3 separate regions of the Sus scrofa genome follow, and regions 1 and 2 are each linked to region 3. The links are chromatin contacts, called in public HiChIP or PLAC-seq maps. All regions are on one chromosome and are shown on one strand. The core of a region is the stretch at or near the end of the contact, and the rest is flanking DNA. Distances in the headings are between cores, read along the strand shown.

The links. HiChIP or PLAC-seq counts read pairs in DNA pulled down with a chosen protein or histone mark.
Region 1: a contact with region 3 is called in an H3K27ac HiChIP or PLAC-seq map of alveolar macrophages. The contact joins two enhancer-like sites. A contact is called at or near these places in 1 of 47 Hi-C or Micro-C datasets (epiblast stem cells) and 1 of 2 datasets of contacts at active chromatin or transcription factors (alveolar macrophages).
Region 2: a contact with region 3 is called in an H3K27ac HiChIP or PLAC-seq map of alveolar macrophages. The contact joins two enhancer-like sites. A contact is called at or near these places in 1 of 47 Hi-C or Micro-C datasets (liver) and 2 of 2 datasets of contacts at active chromatin or transcription factors (alveolar macrophages and skeletal muscle).

Annotation. Positions count from the first base shown.
Region 1 is chr17:14,546,019-14,548,718 of Sscrofa11.1, reverse strand. No RefSeq gene overlaps it. Among named protein-coding and RNA genes, the nearest start is that of C17H20orf196, 63 kb to the left of the region's middle. Within about 2 kb of position 1,443, at least 13 of the 83 cell types and tissues checked have an H3K27ac peak or open chromatin away from gene starts, as enhancers often do. A contact at or near this core is called in alveolar macrophages, where this site is marked.
Region 2 is chr17:14,582,931-14,585,846 of Sscrofa11.1, reverse strand. No RefSeq gene overlaps it. Among named protein-coding and RNA genes, the nearest start is that of C17H20orf196, 26 kb to the left of the region's middle. Within about 2 kb of position 1,561, at least 16 of the 83 cell types and tissues checked have an H3K27ac peak or open chromatin away from gene starts, as enhancers often do. A contact at or near this core is called in alveolar macrophages, where this site is marked.
Region 3 is chr17:14,398,141-14,401,077 of Sscrofa11.1, reverse strand. No RefSeq gene overlaps it. Among named protein-coding and RNA genes, the nearest start is that of GPCPD1, 77 kb to the left of the region's middle. Within about 2 kb of position 1,252, at least 8 of the 83 cell types and tissues checked have an H3K27ac peak or open chromatin away from gene starts, as enhancers often do. A contact at or near this core is called in alveolar macrophages, where this site is marked.

The DNA.
Region 1 (2,700 bases), core at 194-2,693, 150 kb before region 3:
TTGCTGTGGCTGTGGCTGTGGGCCGGCAGCTACAGCTCTGATTCGACCCCTGGCCTGGGAACCTCCAGATGCCGCGGGAGCGGCCCAAGAAATGGCAAAAAGACAAAAAAATAAAAAAATAAAAATAACCCCCCAACAAATGAACCAGCACCCCCCAAGCCGTCCTGGGGCCGCTAAATACCAGCTTCAAAGAATGAAAGCTTGTAACTACCTTGATCCTTATCTGTGGCCCTATTTCCTACTCCCAAACTATAAAACCACTTCCTTATCTCTCCCAAAAGAGGGCACAGTCTTTAGGGCATTAGCCTACTGTGTTCTCCTTTCCTGGCAAAACAATAAAGCTATTTTTTTCTCCTTTGCCCCAAACTCTATCTCTTTGTTTCTATTTGGCACCTGTGGACAGAGGCACTCAGGGGCACAGGGCCCCAAGTTCAGCACCTTTGGAGACCTCATTTGGATAAAAACATCACCTCCAGGAAATCATTTGTGAGAGGCTACACATTAATTCATGGCACCCGGAGTTCCGCTTGTGGCGCAATGGGATCGGCAGCATCTTGGGAGCCCTGGGATGCAGGTTTGATTCCCTGCCTGGCACAGTGGGTTCAGGATCCAGCGTTGCTGTAGTTGTGATCCCTGACCAGGGAATTCCATATGCCATGGGTGTCCAAAAAAAAAAAAAAAAAAAGTAATTCACAGCACCGGATAACGTCTATGTCAAAATGCCTTGGCTGCAAGTGATGAAACCTAATTCTAATCAGTGTAGACACCCAAGTGGTGGTGGGGGAACGTTACTTCCTTGTTTAAGCAGGAAGGACAGGGTGCAAACTTTGTGCAACTTGTCTACACAGAGTAGCACTAACTTGTCCTTCCTGATAATTTTTCTTCATGACTTCAATGTTGCTATTGGAGACTATAAGACATAGAGCTCTTTAGCAGAGAGATGCAAATTAAAACAACAATGACCTCTGATTTCAATGAACCCTTGGCAGAGTAAATCTGACAACATCAACTGGTGAGTGAAAAATCGGAAATGGAGATTTCGGAGTTCTGGTCGTGGCTCAGTGGTTAGCGAATCTGACTAGGAACCATGAGGTTTCGGGTTCGATCCCTGGTCTTGCTCAGTGGGTTAAGGATCCAGGCGTTGCCTTGAGCTGTGGTGTAGGTTGTAGACACAGTTCAGATCCCACATTGCTGTGGCTCTGGCATAGGCCAGCAGCTACAGCTCCGATTAGACCCTCAGCCTGGGAATCTCCATATGCCACGGGAGCAGCCCTAGAAAAGGACAAAAAAAAAAAAACAAAAAAAACAAAAAAAATAGAAATGGAGATTTCATTTTGGGAGTGGGTGGGGCGATGCCTGAAGCATGTGGAAATTCCCAGGCTAAGGATAGAACCCATGCCACAGCAGTGACTAAAGCTGCTATAGTAGCAATAAGGGACCCTTAACTCACTGAGTCACAGGAGAACTACAAGAGACAGGGCTTTTATGCTCTGCCAGTGGGAGTGAAAACTGGAATAATTGCAATAGGAGCCATTGTGCAATACTTAGTAAATTTAGTGTCTGGATAATGTCAACTCAAAAAATAAACTCAATTATGTATATGAGCAAGTAAGTTTCTGTTACCAAACAAAGTTTTGGTGCCCACATGGTGAGGCCAAACAAACTGAAACTTTGGAATTTGGGGCAGAGAATGTTTATTGCAGGGCCAAGCAAGGAGAACAGGAGGCTCATGCTCAAAAGCCCCAAACTCCCTGATAGTTTTAGGGGAATGTTTTTATAGGTAAAATTTAGGGTGAGGGCTGCAGGGTGTGTGACCTTCTTCTGACTGGTTGGTGTGAAGTAACAGGGCGGTGCTCCAGGACTCTTGCGCTCAGCCTGAAGTTACCACCCTCCACCTGGATGGGGGCCTTAGTTGCTGCAGAAGAACCTAAAAATATTATGTATGTTCCTTGAGGAGGAACCAGGACCCCACTTTGTCTCTGCAAAATTATTTCCTGATTGCTCCTCCATATCTCCTCTCTTCCCTGATTAGCAGCTGTTTGAAGTTGCCCTTTGGAATTCTGGAAAGGTCGCAGAGGCTGAAGGAGGCCTATTTCCCGCAAACAAGAAACAGGACACAGAAAGGCATTGTACCTGGTAGCCCCACAGGGTCCTGCTCTGTTTCAGTATCTTCGTTTCCTTCCTTCCTTCCTTCCTTCCTTCCTTCCTTCCTTCCTTCCTTCCTTCCTTCCTTCTCTCTCTCTCTTTCTTTCTTTCTTTTTAGGGCCACACCCGCAGCATATGGAAGTTCCCAGGCTAGGGGTTGAATCAGAGCTACAGCTGCCAGCCTATGCCACAGCCACAGCAATGCGGGATCTGAGCCATGTCTCAGCATGTCTGAGCAACGCTGGACCCTTAACCCACTGAGTGGGGCCAGGGATCGAACCTGCATTCTCATTCTCGTGGATACTAGTCGGGTTCGTTTCCGCTGCACCACAATGAGAACTCCTCAGTATCTTAGTTTTAAATTGCATTTCTGTGCTTTCCCACAACTTCCAAACAAACAGGGTGGAACAGTCTCATCCAACTGTACGGCACTTATCTTGTGTCTTGAGAAGAAGGGCTGGTGAAGAGAGGACCAGAGTGGTGGAGAAGAACTTCCCATCCATTACAATGTGTCTTGGCCCTCATGTGACACTCTTGTGTCATCCTGAATGAGGA
Region 2 (2,916 bases), core at 312-2,811, 180 kb before region 3:
TCTGTAATTATAATAAAATGGTGGTTGGAGTTCCCACTGTGGCACAGTGGGTTAAGGACCTGGCATTGCCGCAGTTGGATCTCTGGCCAGGGAACTTCTATATGCCACTGGTATGGATTTAAAAAAAAAAAAAAAAACCTACAACAAAAAACGATGGTTGTTTGGTGCTATTAAGCTCGGGACAGTTTCCATTGCAGCAACACAGTGTTGTACCCAGGTGAGCCACAAATGTAGAAAGACACATTCTCGCCGGCAAACACAACAACCTTAACAGGATGCCTGAATCTTACCATTTCCCCAGCTTGTTTCTTAAGAATAACAGATGTCTCAACCCCGTTAATCTGGGGATCCATCCAGAGCTGGCCTCTCCTTCTTCCTCCAATGCAGTTCATCTTTTCCAAGCTGTTCATGTGGCCAGAGTTCAATGTGGAAGAAATTTCGTGAAACCTCATAGAATCCAGAAATAAATCTTATTTTAAAGGATACCCTTAGCATTTTCTTAAAAATTATTTTTGTAAAATGTGGCCAATGAGGCAACAAAGCATGAGGGAAACTCCTTTCTAAAAAAATTTTTTTTTGCTTTTTAGGGCCGCACCCATGACATATAGCAGTTCCCAGGCTAGGGGTCAAATCAGAGCTGTAGCTGCCAGCCTACACCACAGCCACAGCAATGCCAGATCTAAGGTGCATCTGTGACCTACACCGCAGCTCACAGCAATGCTGGATCCTTAACCCACTGAGTGAGGCCAGGGATGGAACCCGGATCCTCATGTATACTAGGCGGATTCATTGCAGCTGAGCCAAAATGGGAACTGCCCCTGCCTTTTTTTGAGGGGGGGAAGGGAAGAGAAAAAGAATCAGATGGCGAAGCCTGAGAGTGAGGTTAAAAAATGATGCAAACTATTCAGTAGGAAAAAAAAAATCCTTATTTTCATTTGTCTGGGTTTCCCCACCTTTAGAATGTTAGTAATTATAGATCCGTTGGAATGGAGCCCTTTTCTGAGGTAGAATTTGGATCTATTTTGCTAGGTTGAATCTCCTTTCAACTCTGCACACCAGTAAGAAACATCTGCAGACTGGGAGTTCAGGGACTTATTACTTCCTAATTAAGGGTTTTGTGAGGTCAGTTACGTGGAAGAAGACATTCATTCTTCTATTGAACAAATATTTGCCTTTACTCTGCAGACGGGAGGGACGATGAGGAGCGATGACAGCTGAGATGAGGATTTGGGGTGGGGCAGATGGTGATTTAATCGATCTCAAAACAAAGTCTTGTGATTTAATCAACTGTTCCAATGCTGTCGCTACGGAATTTCCTCATTTCTTTCTAGTCATTTAAATTTACCTTGTATTCTTTGAAATTCTTTTAAAGAATGTGAGGTAGAGAATTGGCCTATTTAATAAGGTCTCTTGAATAATTATACCAGATACTTATTCTTTTGAATGTCAGCTGCTTATTCTTTTGAATGGAACTGCTTTTTTGATAGAGAGCTCAAGAAAGCCAAGGCTGGCTTACATGTGTGGGTTGATAGATCCAGACTGTGATTTCATAACAGTTTATAAACGCTTGACTTCACTCAAAAACACAGCTTATGGAAAGAGGAGGCCGAGAAAGCTGCTGATTAAAATCCTCTGACATTCTCTCAACCACAATATTGACACTCTCCACCTCTGTCCCCAGCCTTGTGCAGCAAATAGCAACTTGCAAATAGACTGAATACTATTTCACTACCCTTCTCTCTCTGAGCTGCTGTTGCTCTTAATCAGCAAGGGAAAAGGTCATGGTCTTTTGGGTGATGACTAAGGACCCAAATCACCATCCTCATGATCTACTAGTGTTTCTAAGAAGCCTTCCAGTTTTGTGTAATTGTTTCCATCCCAAGCAGGAGTCAGAACTTTGGATTTCGTGTGTGTGTGTGTGTGTGTGTCTTTTTAGAGCCACGCTCGCGGCATAAGGAAGCTCCAAGGCTAGGGATCCAATCAGAGCTACAGTTGCTGGCCTACACCACATCCACAACAACTAGGGATCCGAGTTTCATCTGCAACCTACACCACAGCTCATGGAAATGCCAGATTTCTGACTCACTGAGCGAGGCCAGGAATCAAACCCACAACCTCATGGATACTAGTCGGATTCGGTTCCCCTGAGCCATAGCAGGAACTCCAGGACTTCAGAAATATGAACTCATTTAGTCCTTGTAATAATTATAAGGGGGTAGAGTCTATTATTACATTTCATTTAGAGAGAAGGAAATTGAGGAGTTCCTGTTGTGGCTTAGCAGTATCCATGAGCAGATATCTGACTGGTATCCATGAGGATGCAGGTTCGATCCCTGGCCTTGCTCAGTGGGTTAAGGATCTGGCATTGCTGCAAGATGCCAGGTAGGTCACAGATGTGGCTCGGATCTGGCATTGCTGTGGCTATGGTGTAGGCCTGCAGCTGCAGCTCCGATTTGACCCCAAGGCTGGGAACTGCCATATGCCAAGGGTACGCCCAAAAAGGCAATAAATAAATAAATAAATAAAGATGAGGAAATTGAGGCACATAGGTTAACCAACTTGTCCAAGGTCGTGCTGAGTTCAAAAGTCAGGATTCGAACCCTGAACTCTGACTCGAGTCCATGCTTTTAGTCATTACACAACGATGCTATTAAGAACTTATGTCCCTCTTTATTTAAAAAGTAGCATACCCCCCAAACAGCAGTTCTAAGAGACCAAATTGCTGATGCATTTGGTCTTTGTTCTAGATTCATCTATTCAGTTATCTGTAGAAGCAATGAGGACTTTGCGTGTGGCTCACAACATAACTACTCAGCGTTGCTTCTATAGTGGCTGAGGCTCGACCCCTAGAAGCAACGATTCTAGTCATTTGTAGTTATTTTTAGACAAGGAGCGTTAGAAAATATTGTTTTGGAG
Region 3 (2,937 bases), core at 3-2,502:
ACACCTGGCTCAGAGCTTGGCACTCACTAGGCCCCAAGTGATACATGGATGAATAAATAAAAATGGCCCAAGCTTGTCCCCTGTTGGTGGGGTCAGGCGAAGGTCCCCCCATGCCTCTGAATGCCCAGCTCTGACTGGACCCCTAGCCTGGGAATCTTCATATGCCAGGAGTTTGGCCCTAAAAAGGAAAAAAAAAAAAAAAAAAAAAAAAGCCACTTGGCACTTGGTCTTTGTTGCTACATGGAAAGCCCTGCCCACAGGGGTCTGCCCAAGACCTGGATAAGACTGGGAGCAGAGCTTCGCTGCCCTTGGGGAGCTGCCCATGTGGCCGGGCCCCCAGGAGACCACAGGGGAGAAGCAAAGGGCCGGCTGGCGTGATGCGCTGCCCCAGCTGCCCTGTGCTCCAAGAGAGCTGCAGAGTCAGCCTGGGACCCACTGGTCCCCCCACAACCCTGTAGCCCTGAGTGAGTGACACCCCCCACTTCCTGGGGGCAGCGAGGAAGACCCTCCACAGCTGAGCAATTTCCATTCAGAGCCGCCATGTTGTCCGCGTGCATGAAGGTCACGGCTCTCTCTTCGTCCCCTCCCAGCACTGGGAGTGTGATGCTTTGGAGAAAGGAGCGAGCTCTGGGGAGGCAGCCTGGGGGGCAGGAGTGACAGACTGCTTGTCCCCCCGCCCCCGAGAGCCTGCGTCTAGGCTGCAGGCAGTCAGAGGCCATGTGTGTGGGGAAGCCGTTCCATTTGGGTTCTCCTAAAACAGGGAGGGGGAGACGGGGGAATGGGGTGCTTAGGCCCAATGTGAAGGCCCAGGGACAACTTTCCTGCCGCTCATAGCCAGAGGAGGGTCTCCATCTCCTGCTTCTGCCAGGAAGACCTTCATTTACCCCACAAACCTTTAGTGAGTTCCCACAGAGGAAACACATTTCACCTAGATTTTAAGAGTCTGTGACTAACAGAACTGTGTAAACTTGAGGTGCACTGGGGGTAGTGAGGGCCCCCTCCTTTCCTAAGATGGGATGTTTCATCAACTGCCTTTTTGAACAAGATGACCTTCAAAGCCAACATTGACATTGAATGAGTGTTTGCTGTAAACACCCACTGGCTTTGTTCTGACCTCATGATCTAGCCAATGTCATCCATGATGTCACCACAAGTTCTGGGCTTCCCTCCAAAGTTGAGTGAGCAGTGGAAGGGAGAGCGGAAGGAACTCAGTCTGGGGCCACTTCCTAGGTGGTCTGGTGGCCTCATCCCTGTCCCTACATGAGGCCTCACTGATAACCCAGGCTTGGGGTGAGTCACCACTGGGATGTCCCAGTCCTGGCTTCTTGGCTACTGGCCTCGCATGGGCCACAGCCCAGCCCCTCTGCCTAACTCCATGTTCTAGCCATCTTTTCAAGTTGAGCCTGTCATCCCTCCCACAGTGGGCATGTCCTCGCCCTCTCAGTTATACTGGACTAAGACCACGATGGTCATTTGGAGACATGGATATTTTGATATGCAAATGACAAGGGATGTAATTAATCAGATTCCTGAGCAATCTCAGGACGAAATGGTTTCACAACCACTTCATCATGCTAAATAAAGTATGGAACTTTCGGTTTGTTGAATTGAACTTTCAGCTGATAGATGGACAGTAGGTAATTTCACGCTGACCTTGGGTCCCACTCTGCCCCACTCTGCCCCACTCTGCCTCCTCTTCTCTTCCCCATCCTCCTGATGCCCCACATCCCTGAGCCTCACCCAACAGTGAGCCCCACTCCTGCCTGGGCCTCCCCTCCAGCTCTGAGCCCTACCCCATCCCTGCTCTTACTGCTCCGTCCCTGAGTCTCCCTCATCTCTGACCCACAGAGATGAGACAGAGGAAGAGTCAGAAGTCAATAATGGCAAGTGGGAATTTGTTCTTTGGATGTTGGATGTCAAAGTGCCCATTCTGGAACCTACATCAGCTAAGTCATCCACCCTGGCCAAGGGAAGCAGGGTTTGAGGGAGTGCCTGAATCAAAACTGGATTATTTCAAGGACCAAACTGAACCTCCAGAATGTCCTGCTTCTTTCCCTCTGTTTCTGCCTATGTGGCTTCGAAGCAGCCAGGCTAAGAGGAAAAACAAAACAAAAAGCAAAGCATGAAATCTGGGCTTGAAAAGAGCTTCAGAGGCCTTAAAAAAAAGGATCTTTATAAACTCACAGAGTGAAACTTTCATTCAATGTCAATGTTAGCTTTGAAGGTCATCTTGTTCAAAAAGGCAGTTGGTGAAACATCCCATCTTAGGAAAGGAGGGGGCCCTCACTACCACTAATGCACCTCAAGTAAAGAGATAACCAGATTCTCCCCACTCCACCCCCCATGGCTGCACCTGCGGCCTATGGAAGTTTCCAGGGATCAAATCCAAGCTTCAGGTGTGACCTATGCTGCAGCTGGGCTGAGGATTGAACCTGGGCCTCCACAGAGACAAAGCAGATCATTAACTCACTGCACAGCAGTGGGAGCTTCAATGTATGAATTTTTTTTTTTTTTTTGTCTTTTTAGGGCCACACCCACAGCATATGGATGTTCCCAGGCTAGGGGTCGAAATGGAGCTACAGCTACCAGCCTACGCCACAGCAGCGTTGGATCCAAGCCATGTCTGTGACCTACACCACAGCTCATGGCAATGCCGGATCCACTGAGTGAGGCCAGGGATCCAGTCCCCTCATGGATGCTAATCAGGTTTGTTAACTGCTGAGCCATGATGGGAACTCCAATGTATGAATCTTTTCAATCCTGCTTCAAACATCCCAACTAAAAAGACACCTTTGATAATCTGGGAAATGAATATGGACAGGTATTAGATATTAAAGGAGTTATTGTCAACAGTACTGAATATTTAATGGCATGTGTTTTTCTTTTTTTCTCTAACGCTCTCTAGTCGTAACCCTTGATAATTTCAATATCGTAGTA